2 separate regions of the Zea mays genome follow, and region 1 is linked to region 2. A link is a contact called in public Hi-C data. All regions are on one chromosome and are shown on one strand. The core of a region is the stretch at or near the end of the contact, and the rest is flanking DNA. Distances in the headings are between cores, read along the strand shown.

The links. Hi-C and Micro-C count contacts between places; a contact is called where the count stands out from the background.
Region 1: a contact with region 2 is called in a Hi-C map of leaf, with 6 times the contacts expected there. The contact joins the promoter of LOC111590822 here to the promoter of LOC100192476 in region 2. A contact is called at or near these places in 3 of 25 Hi-C or Micro-C datasets (leaf and an unstated tissue).

The regions. Positions count from the first base shown.
Region 1 is chr2:22,979,553-22,985,180 of Zm-B73-REFERENCE-NAM-5.0, forward strand. LOC111590822 reads left to right here and starts at 2,068. Exons shown (of 2, transcript XM_023301603.1): 1 at 2,068-2,309; 2 at 2,395-2,953. The coding sequence starts at 2,244. The coding sequence ends at 2,802. LOC100280027 (ELMO/CED-12 family protein) reads right to left here and starts at 829. Exons shown (of 9, transcript NM_001152971.1): 1 at 473-829; 2 at 250-362. The coding sequence starts at 557.
Region 2 is chr2:22,392,187-22,398,139 of Zm-B73-REFERENCE-NAM-5.0, forward strand. It overlaps LOC100192476, which reads right to left and starts at 1,940. Exons shown (of 1, transcript NM_001137696.2): 1 at 559-1,940. The coding sequence starts at 1,895. The coding sequence ends at 747.

The sequences.
Region 1 (5,628 bases), core at 818-3,317, 590 kb after region 2:
CATCGATTCGTTTTGCTCGTTCACAGGCGGGAGGCTCGACAACTTACTTCCCTAGAAAATAGCTAGGAGAATCTAATTTACCAACATTTTCTAGAAAATAGCTTCAGCTCAAACAGTAAAAACCGTTTCAGCAGCGCAAACTACAAAAACATGTTCATACTTTACGCTTTATGGATTCATGGTACTAGTTTTACCTGGCATTTATCTAGTAAGCAATAATAAAATAACGGAATGAGAACGAGCTTTTACCTGAATGGGACTCAAATCGAAGGAGAGGCGCCCGTCGCTCTCCGTCCCCTGCGCGCACACGCACGACGTAAGCCCCTTCCCGATCCACGCCGTGGACACGCCCACGACCTCAGCTGCGGGCGCAGGAAAACGGAAGGGGGAGAAAACCACAACCGTGAGCCTCTGCAGTCTGCACGAAGGCAAACAGCGCAACCAAACGACGGCGCCAGCGCCACGCGCGTACCCGGCGAAGAGTGGTGGCGATGGTGGTGGATGGCGCCGCCGGAGAGGCGTCGCACGGCGAGGAACGAGCCGTCGTTCTGTTCCATGCCGAACGAACGCGCTCGCGCGCTGCACCACGCCTCCTAGGCCTCGGCCTTCCCCTCCCCCTGTCTCTCTCCTCCTCCGCGTCTAAGAGCCGCGATCCGCGCGGGAACCCATGGCTGGTTGGGGCGGGGGGAGGCCGCGGCTCTCCAATCCTGGCGTGCGCGAGATCCCACGGACGGATCGATCACGAGGGCTCTGTCCCCACGCCGCGCCGCGCCGCGGTGCTGCCCCCCCTTGTTTTAGCTGGTTCGTTTGGCTGGCAACTTGGCGTTTCTTAGTTTGGCGTGGCTCCCGTCCGGCCGTCCCGATGGTGGCGCGAATTATTGCGGTTTCCTTGCTTCAGCCTGGGCCAGACGTTTGGCGTAGAAAGCAAACGTTCCCACGACCTCAGTCAGTGCCGGTCTCCCAGAGACTTCAAGCAAGGTGGCTGCTGAAGCTCGGAGTATCCAGGTGGAATTTTCGACCCCAAAAGATGAGCCAGATCTGAATTTCACTCAAGAATATTGACGTTCAGAGATAAATCAGTTTATCAAAGACGAATAAAAGATGTCAAAGACAGATCAAGGTCATCAATCTTGTCACCTAATGGGCGAAGATCTAGATCAGACGCAGGCATGCAGCGTGGGTTTCTCAAAAACTGTCAGCATACTCCACAGCAAGTGGCCAAAATATAACGTTCTGAACGAGTCATTCTGTGGCTGTAGCTGTGTAGCATAAAATATGACGCATAGGACAACGGCAATTGAAAGCTTATTTTTCTTATTGATGAAACCAGAACATCCACATTCCACAGAAGCAACAAAAAATTACAGCTTAACATCAATGCTGTCAAACGGGCAGGTTTTGTGTATCAGATGTTGATCCTACACTGCTATTTCGAAACAAAGGTTATCAAAGCAGAAAAATAGAAAATAAAAGAATGTTTGGGTTATTATGTAACTGATTGATACCACCGGCGCTCTACTTCAGTTTTCGAACGAACCTCCCTGAGCCTCCCATCTGTTCCATAGTCTCTCTCCATCACCAGGTTGATCCCTTCGTCTTCGTCCCAGTACCACCCAACTCCGATACAGAGTGTGCCGTCTTCATTGATGTCAACATAGGCAGTGACGCCACCAGCACCAGGTAACCAAAGCACGGTGACATCCTGCAATCCTGCATGTCGACCATCTCCTCCGGTCCTCCTCCCCAAGAAAACCGAACTTTCAAAGAAAGGATGTTCAAATTTCTATATAATAGAGCTTGACGCAAACCTGCTATGATAGGCTGTCCACGTATGCTCTATTTCTACCAGCCGTCAGATTTCGGATACACGGTGAGATAAGAGCGCGGTGGAAAACGGTAAGGACCACAATGAGCCTGGATTGTCCTCTTCACTGTTGCCTTTCGTGTTCGAATCTTCCAAGGTAAGATCAATGTGTCAAGCATCTAGAAATTTCGTCTTGTCGCTTTTATTTACAGCGAAGGCACGGAGCCGACGCTTATCTTCCGCTCCCTTCCTTACTTGCCCTCGACACGCAGGCGACGACGGTGACGCCTACACTCGACGGCGCCAGCGACTTTCCCTCACACCTCTTCCACAGGCGTAGGCGCGTAGTAGGTTTCTGCATCACCCATCATCTTCCTCGCAACGACGATGCTCATCTTCGCCCGCATCCTTTCTCGCGCTCGGCACACATGAGACGGCAATGACGCTCATGCTTGACGGCGCCAGCGACTTCCCCTCCCGCCTCTCACATAGGCACATGCCCGTGGTGCGTTTCTGCATCTCACATCTATATCTTCCTCAACGTCGGCACTCATATTCCGCTCCCTCCCTTACTCGCGCTCGTCACACAGGTGGCGACGATCAGGCTCGACGGCTTCTCCTCCCACCCCTCACACGGGCGCATGCACATACCCTCTCACAAAGTCCCGCTCTGCATAGCGCCTCCGCATGCCGCAGCCACACTCAACGGCTCCATCGCTCCAGCGCAGTGCCCCTCCTCCACACGGCCGGGCCAGGCCTGTAGGCTAGCCGGCAACCGGCCAGCCACTCGCCTCCCTCCACCCGCTCTCCCTTCTCGGTCGAACGCCTTGGCTAGGCCAGACCTACAGGCAAGCTATCGTCGGGCGATCGTACAAGGAATTACTTTTATTACTGTGCACCAGTCGATTTGGATTCTTTACTGGATGATGCTCCTTCGAATTTGTTTACTCCTTTGGAAACGGCTCATTGTCCCCCCTCCCCTTTCAATTTTGGTGTGATTTTCACCTACTATATGAAAGAGTCAGACGATATGCAGAGATGAACCAACCATTTGATAGTTCAGTGTTGCCGTTGGTGGATTTCGAGTCTGTTTCCGACTCCTAGAATCCGTGTTGGTTTTGCTTAGTTATCGCCGTTGCCTTTCGCCAATGCATTCAGTTTGCCTTCTGCAGTTTGCTGTCACAATAAACATGTATAATTTGCTTCCTACAATTGACGTCTGGCAGCAGTTCATTTGGACAACCTACAACTTCTATTCAGAACAGATAGTATGGTTTTGTAGTAAACAAATGGTTACCTATTCCTTTCCATACTCACCAAAATACATGTCTCTCCTAGACCTATAGACCGTAAATCTCATGTTTATTCTGCCAATTAAGGTGTGCTTACTCTGCCAATTGAAGTATAGGATGTTTATTCCATGTTCCTCGATACAACGCACACCTTCATATTTTTCCTATTTGTGTTTCATGTTTTACTCCATCACCCATGTTTCATTGAAATAACTAACCGTGCATACCTATTTACCACACATAAAGTTGATCACTTTTTTTTGTCAGAGGTCACCATTGCTGCTACAATAGGTATGACCACCATATTTCCTCCATAATCACCATACTTTTCCCTCTATGTACATATAGATACACACTTAGAATAAGTGTTCAAGTACACATGACCGACGATATGCTGCTATCTATAAATAAACATATGAACATACGTCCTATACTATGAATGCACATATATACGGCAACGACTAATATGCAAGCAGTCATTAGGTGCAAGTGTGCAAGTAGCTCTCTTGGTCCGTTGGATCTAGATCCAACCATATGTGTAATCGTAGTTTGTTAGGGGCTTTTTTATAAAGCTACACGAGGTGGTAGTGGAAGGATTTAAATGCTAAATATAGCATACAGTTAGATCTAGATCTAACGAACCAAAAGACCTATTTGCACGCTTGCACATAATGGTTGCTTGCATATTAGTCATTGCCCATATATACATACACAGGACTGCTGTCAAATGCGCTTAGTTCAGGAAGTCCCTGTGAACTTCGTTTTAGCACACATCTCATTTTAACACACATCTCTTTTGTGACAACTAAGCCCCATTTAAAAAATAAACTTCATTTTAGCACACATCTCTTTTGTGACAACTAAGCCCCATTTATAAAATAAAATCCAATATGATCTGGATTCTACATTTGTACATTCCAACTTTTCAGCTACAAAAATATTCATGTTGTTACCTCACTCAGTTCAACAAACGACTTGATAGTGTATTTCCCAATCTTTCTTCCTTCTATTAATTTGCTTTGTATTGTTTCAGTTGCATCACTTCACTCCTCAAACAATATTCCCTCATCGATGCTATTAGAATTTGTTATTGCATCAGTGCCATATTTTATCATATGCCAACCAGGGAAAGTGATATATACTGACTAAAGTGAGATGATTATCAATTTAGATCCATATATAACCACAATTTTCGTGCTTGATATAGAATATCACCAGACCCCTATCAAGGTCCTCTCAGTAGCAAAAACAGTGGGCCAAATTACAGGCCACATCATCTAATTGTTCAACATGCATGACAATATTTTCTTTTTGCATAAGTAAGTACTTACATGTCAAGATATTATTGTGTACGTTGCATAATAAATAAGTACAACACATCAAGTTAGAACGTTATATTCACCACAACCACTGAATTTATTCAAAAAGTCTTGCAAATTTCTAGACGCAAACCTATTTCCACATATATTAATAGATCTATGAATTGCTTATATAAATTTACAATATCACTTTCTTTACTGTTCATATACACTAAATTAACTGTTTAAACATACCGTTAGAAGACTCGCGCGAAGAGCGAGTAAGTTACTAGTATGGATATATGCATGTATGGAAACAATATATTCTACTTAGCACAAGAATTTTTATAAGATCCCGTTTGGTTAGGGGACTAATCTTTAGTCCCTGGTTGTCGGGGACCATAATTAGGGGTACCCTCAAGACTCCTAATTCTCAGCTGGTAACCCCCATCAGCACAAAGCTGCAAAGGCCTGATGGGTGCGACTAAGTCAAGGATCGGTCCATTCGAGGGACTCGATCACGCCTCGCCCGAGCCCAGCCTCGGGCAAGGGCAGCCGACCCCGGAGGATCTACGTCTCGCCCGAGGCCCCCCCTCCAGCAACGGACACACCTTCGGCTCGCCCAAGGCCCAGTCTTCACCAAGAAGCAACCTTGGCCAAATCGCCACGCCAACCGACCAAATCGCAGGGGCATTTAATGCAAAGGTGGCCTGACACCTTTATCCTGACGCACGCCCTCCAATCGACAGAGCCGAAGTGACCACAGTCACTTCACCGCTCCACTGACCGGTCTGACAAGAGGACAACGCCGCCTGCGCCGCATCGACTGCTGAGCCACTCGACAGAGTGAGGCTGACAGCAGCCAAGTCCAGCCCTAGGCGCCATGGGAAACTCCGCTTCGCCCGACCCCAGGGCTCGGACTCGGGCTCAGCCCCGGAAGACGACGAACTCTGCTCCGCCCGACCCCAGGGCTCGGACTCGGGCTCAGCCCCGGAAGACGACGAACTCCGCTTCGGCCGACCCCAGGGCTCGGACTCGGGCTCAGCCCCGGAAGACGACGAACTCCGCTTCGCCCGACCCCAGGGCTCGGACTCGGGCTCAGCCCCGGAAGACGACGAACTCCGCTCCGCCTGACCCCAGGGCTCGGACTCGGGCTCAGCCCCGGAAGACGACGAACTCCGCTTCGCCCGACCCCAGGGCTCGGACTCAGCCCTAGCCTCAGCCGACGGTCTCC
Region 2 (5,953 bases), core at 690-3,189:
CGTAGTGGAGAGTGGAGACTAGTACTGGAGTACCCGGCATGTGCTGTACGGTGTGTCAGTCAGATTCACGAATCACACAAATGTCAAACGCGAACGACGGTGGGTGGCCGAATGATTTGAGGGTGGTGTATCATTGGCCTTTTGGGAGCAGCGGAACGCGCGGCCGGCCGGCCGGCCGGCCCGCCCTGGCCCCAGGCCACCCACCCGGTTGACCCTACGGATCTCGTCCCTGCGATGGGCATCGTACGTGCGTCGCGTTTCATGTCGTTTCTGTCGGTGGTGCTACGAGTTCCTGTCCTCCCCTTCGCAGAAAATGTCGGCAAGAGCACCGGATCTACCATCGTCGGCGACATACTGTTACGGCTGGTCACGTTCCTCCAAGGCAGGCCTTCTTCTTTCGTCTTCGCCTGCGTGCATCTACTAGAACCTAGTTGCCATCTCCACGTCCATTTACGTGACAACAAGCGTACAAAAAACGCAGCATGACACGCGTTTTACTAGCGACACGCGGCTCGGAGACTACTGATACATCTTCCATGCACTACACGCATCAGAGTATAATCAAAAGAAAGCAGCAGGCAGTCCGTCATCCATACATAATAAATGGAAAATAAATTATCAATGTGTTGTACAGCAAGAATGGTTCGTGCGTGCATCAATCCATGAGAACACCAACAGGAGAACAAGAGACCCGTGCGAGGAACGGTACGGACGTATAGCGGTAATAAACGCCGCAGCTCTACTTCTTAAAACAAGCCGACGACGAGCCCGGCGGCCACCAGGGCCGCGACGACGCCAGTGCGCGAGCTCGGCGCCGCCGACTCGTCCTCCTGAGCGAGCGCGGGCCCCGGCGCCAGCGACGGGCTCACCGACACCGAGCTCAACGGCGCGAGTGTAGGCGCCTGCGTGGGAGACGGGGTCGGGGCCTCTGTGGGCGACGGGGTGGGAGCTTCTGTCGGAGACGGGGTCGGGGCGACGCTTGGACTTGGAGCCGGAGAAACGGGAGCCGGTGCGGGAGCCGTGACAGGTGGCGCGATGGGAGGCATGACGGGGGCAGCGAGAAGTGGTGTCGGAGCCATCACTGGAGGGAGCGTGGCCGGGGCAAGCGCCGCCGGTGGCATTGCTACGGGCGGGGAGGCGACTGGAGCCGGAGTCGCCGGGGCTGGCGCAGCGACGGCGACGGTAGGCGATGCGACGGGAGGTAGCGTGGCTGGAGGGGTAGCAGAGACAGGTGGCGTAGCGGCCAGTGGCGGGGAGGAAACCGGAGGCAACGTGGCAGCCAGCTGCGGAGAAGCAGCTGCGGTCGGTGGCGCGGCGGCGCCGGTAGGAGGTGCGGTGGCAGAGGCCTGCGGCGCCGCGGCTGATGTAGTTGGCGCCGCAGCAAAGGCCTGTGGCGGCAAGGCTGCTTTTGTTGGTGCCGCGGCCGAGGCCTGGGGCGCGGAGGCTGATGTAGTTGGCGGCAAGGCTGCTGTTGCCGGCGCCGCGGCTGAGACCTGAGGGGCGGCGGCTGCTTTCGTTGGTGCCGCGGCCGACGCCTGGGGCGCCGACGCGAAAACTGGTGCTGGCGGCTGTGCAGAGGCCTGCGGCGCAGCGACAGAGACCGTTGGCGCCGAGGCCGCCGTTGTCGTCGGTGGCGCTGCAGAGGCCTGCGGCGCCGAGGCTGCCGTTGTCGGTGCCGCGACAGAGGCCTTCGGCGCCGAGGCCGCAGCTGTCGTCGGTGCTGCGACAGAGCCCTGCGGCGCCGAGACCGCCGTTGTCGGTGGCGCGACAGAGCCCCGCGGAGCCGAGGCGCTGACCGGAGGAGCATTCGACGCGGACGGCGACGAGGCCGGCGACTGCGCGACGCAGGAGACGATGAGGACCGAGAGCAATAGCGGAAGCAGAGCCATTGCCATCCGCTCCCTCCCAAACTCGGTTCTCCTTAGGGGTGAAAACGGGCGGATACGGACGGATAGTAGCTCATCCTGTATCCTACCCTAATGTATTTAAAACGGATTCGGGATCGGATACGGATAGTTAGAAACGGGACGGATACGGATACAGGGGCCGGATATTTATCCGGGCGGATAAGTGACAGATACGGATATTATTTGATCGGATATCGGATACTTGTCGGATAATGCATTAATTGGTTATCATAAAACATTCTTGTTCGACCACGAAATTGCAAGTAAATTAATACTAATAAACATTTAATAGAAGATAATTTCAAGTTCCCACATAAAAATGGTAAAGTGAAGTATTGATTATGTTGAAACTTGGATACTTAGAGTGATTTCACGTGTAACTCACACAATAAGTGGAAATAAAATAGAAAAAACGTTGACATCGTGTGGATTTTATGGTCCCATTATTTTTATGACTATATGTGGCCATATGTTGTACCGTCGGACTATTATCAAAATATAATTAAAATTCATAAATACACTAATTTTGACCCAAAATTGCAAAAAACTTACCAAAACAAATAAACATTATATTCAAATAAAACCTCAAGTCGTCACATGAAAATGATAAGTGAAATATTAATTATGTTGAAACGTCGATACATAAAATGATTTCACGTGTAATTCACGCAATAAGTGGGAGTGGAATGGAAGAAACACCAACATCTTGTGGATTTTATAATCCAAATATTTTTGAGAACTATACGTGAATATACGTTGTGTTCCCGTAAAAATTCATGAATTTTTTAGGCTATTTGGTGTATTATTAATTTCTTGTTGTAGAAAATCATCAAAATACAATTAAATTCATAAAAATATTGTAGTGTCGACCGGAAATTGCGAATAAGTTACCAATATTAATAAATAGTTTATAAAAAGATAATTCTAAGTTCCCACATGGAGATAATCTTAAGTCCCCACATGAAAATGTTAAAGTCTATTATTTTGATATAAATTTAGACATTATTTCAATGATTTTGGCCTAAAGATATGTTTAAACAAAAATGTGTTGTACTATAAAGTTATAGATCTCTTCGAGCTCTACAATTTTCATATAAACTTTATCTTCATCCGATTTCATATGTAAAAGTTATGATTTTATAACTATATTATTATGCAGAAAAAGAAAAAACGGGTACCCGAATTCCGGGTACCCGTATCCGACCCGAATATCCGGGTATTTACCGGGTAGTACTCGTTCCGTATCCGACCCGAATCCGAAGCTATACTATCCGGGTATTACCCGTATCCGTCCCGAATATAAAAATACCCGTATCCGTATCCGAAAAATGGTCCTGAATCAGTACCCGTATCCGATACCCGTTTCGGGTACCCTACCCGTTTTCACCCCTAGTTCTCCTTTTGGCTTCCTCTTGTCTTCTCGTTCTCGCTCGGCACAGAAACTTTCCGACCTGAGCAGTAGAGTGCAGTGAGAGAGCTCCAGTGACGATGCGCTGCTTTATATAGCGTGCTCTCCTGATCGTGCGTGTAAAACTGAACGTTGAGCTGACAGTGAGGTCCCGATCGAAGGGAAGAAAGAGAGAGAGAGAGAGAGAGAGAGAGAGAGAGAGAGAGAGAGAGAGAGAGAGCCATCTTTACAGGTTACAGCTCAGTGTATGGGGGCAGTTTTCTGATGATGATGATGTAGGACAGTGATTTCGTGCGTACACGCGGCGGGTATCGGTTCGGTACGAGGGATGTAGTTATCATCCAGCCATGCATGCGTATACGTACAGATTTCGTAGACAAGCGCCACCTTCCAGTACGCATGCGCCGATCGAGATTTCGTAGGCGTGGTCGCATTTTCAGTTTGTACTAGTACTATCAAATATCTTACTTGTTAGACAGGGCTAAAATTCATATTAATTGCTTGCTGATACTCGAAATAGGGAAACGGCAGGTTAAGAATTGTGTGAATGTATGAATCACTACTATACTACTATACCTCTGGGACTGTTTGAAACATTGTTTTTTTTTCATAAGCACAGGTTACCAAATGGCACGACACGACTATGTTTAATTGTACATCAGTCCAGCACGTCTTTAAAAACACAATATTTTGGTTGCGGCATAGGAGAAGAAGGACGAGACCACATCCACGCGCCAGCAAAAAACTTTAATCTAAACCAAAGTTTTTTAGACCCTAAAAACCGAGTCAAGTTCTAAGGATACTACTGTTGTACGGAGTCCTTCATGCGCCTCTGAACCATCTATAGATAACTGCCTCTCACAATCATCTTTTTGATGTGCCCTTTAAGTAAGTTCTGTGTGAGGCTAAAACTTCCATGTCTAGTACCAAATGCAATGAACTCTCGGTAATGTTTGGACAAAATTCAATGGGAAAGATAGACTTAGTAGAAGGCCGAAGCCAGATGGAGCTCGATAGTATGGTACTGATTTCTAAAAATTTCAACAGGTACTCTCTTAAATCTCAATTCATCTTGTAAACTCTAGTTTTTTACAATGTCGTTTGTAGAAAATTTTGAATGAACCTAAAGAAAATCCCTCGTGCCCATGCTCACATAGAAGAAACTTCAAGCATTTGAGTCTACTTGACTAAGTTTGGAGGTACAATGTTGAGTTGGTTGACACCGTCCAGGATTTGTGCAAGCAACTTGAGACCAACTCGGTCGAGTTTGAAGGTAGGTAACCAAATCTTCATGTATGAAGTTCAAGTCTCTTATGTTATTGTCTGGTAAGTTGTCTCTACAGTTTTCATAGCTAGTGGTGTGATGCCCAAGGCGGTCAAGGTTCTTCAGGATAAGAAGTTCAAAATGAAAGAGCAAATGGTTGATACGAAGAAGACCCTTGTTGCCTTCAAGAATACAATAGACCAAGGCAAAGCCACTAACAAATATCTAGCCGAGAAGCTAGACTCAGCCAACAAGCCTAAAGACATGGCTCTGGTTGAGAAGAAGAGTAAGTCACTTGTTATCTTTATCTTGCAAAATTCAAATACTAAATCATGGTATTGTTTTGCAGAATACTAAGAAGTGTTAATTGTTCATAAGCCCCGACTAAAGACAATGATGGCTCGATTGTATGGTATAGGGTCTAGGAGATGTCTATCTAATGTTCAGGAACAATTCTATGAGATCAATCGAGCTCACATGGAAGAAGAGAGTGGCTTGGCCTTAAGGATAACTATGTCACATTATCCATGCATGGAGCTTGCCAGGGTTCGCCGCCAATTATGATGATGCCAAGATTAAAGAACTTCTGAAAGAAGTCTAGCCAGCGGTGGCCAATATATCATACCAAGTAGACATAGAGCAGTAAAGATTTTGAAATGTAATCGTGTCGAACACTATATAATATTGAATGCCTTGTATAATATTGTAATATATGACTCTTTCAGCTTATCTGCATGATAGCCTAGACCGAACACGAGTTGGATATCAACTTAGAGTTGAATACACTTAGGCGATCCATACCCGAATAACCAACGTATATGTTTAATTTTTATGAACCCTTATATAGATATAGTGATGATCGATTTATATGAACTCGACATTCTAGAATCCCTGTAGATGATATTTTGATATAGATGTTCGAACCTCTTGGACTAGGAACTCTTGGGCCCTTATAAGGATTTTCTGATAAATGGATAAGCCTTATAGACTCAGCTTTCCAATAGATAATTGAGACTCATGTCATCCGTAATAAAGAATATGTGACAGCCAAACGATCGTGAGCATGCGTGGCTTTACCACATGGTAAGACGCCCAGTTTTACCATCATCTGTTGACTCCTTCCCAAGAAAGACACCACGGGACGACCCCCTCATCAACCTATAGGACTATCTTCAGCAGCTTACTTGTCCATATACCTATATTCAAACTCCATTTTGTGAACAATGCACTCTACACAGAACAATGTAAAACAGTACATATGGGTAAACTTTGGTTAATCTGCTGGAGTCGGCCTAAAAAGTGGAGGCTGGCCTCCGAACATAAGGGGCAGCTTCTTCGAACACACCCAGAAGAATGGACCCCAAGATGAGACGA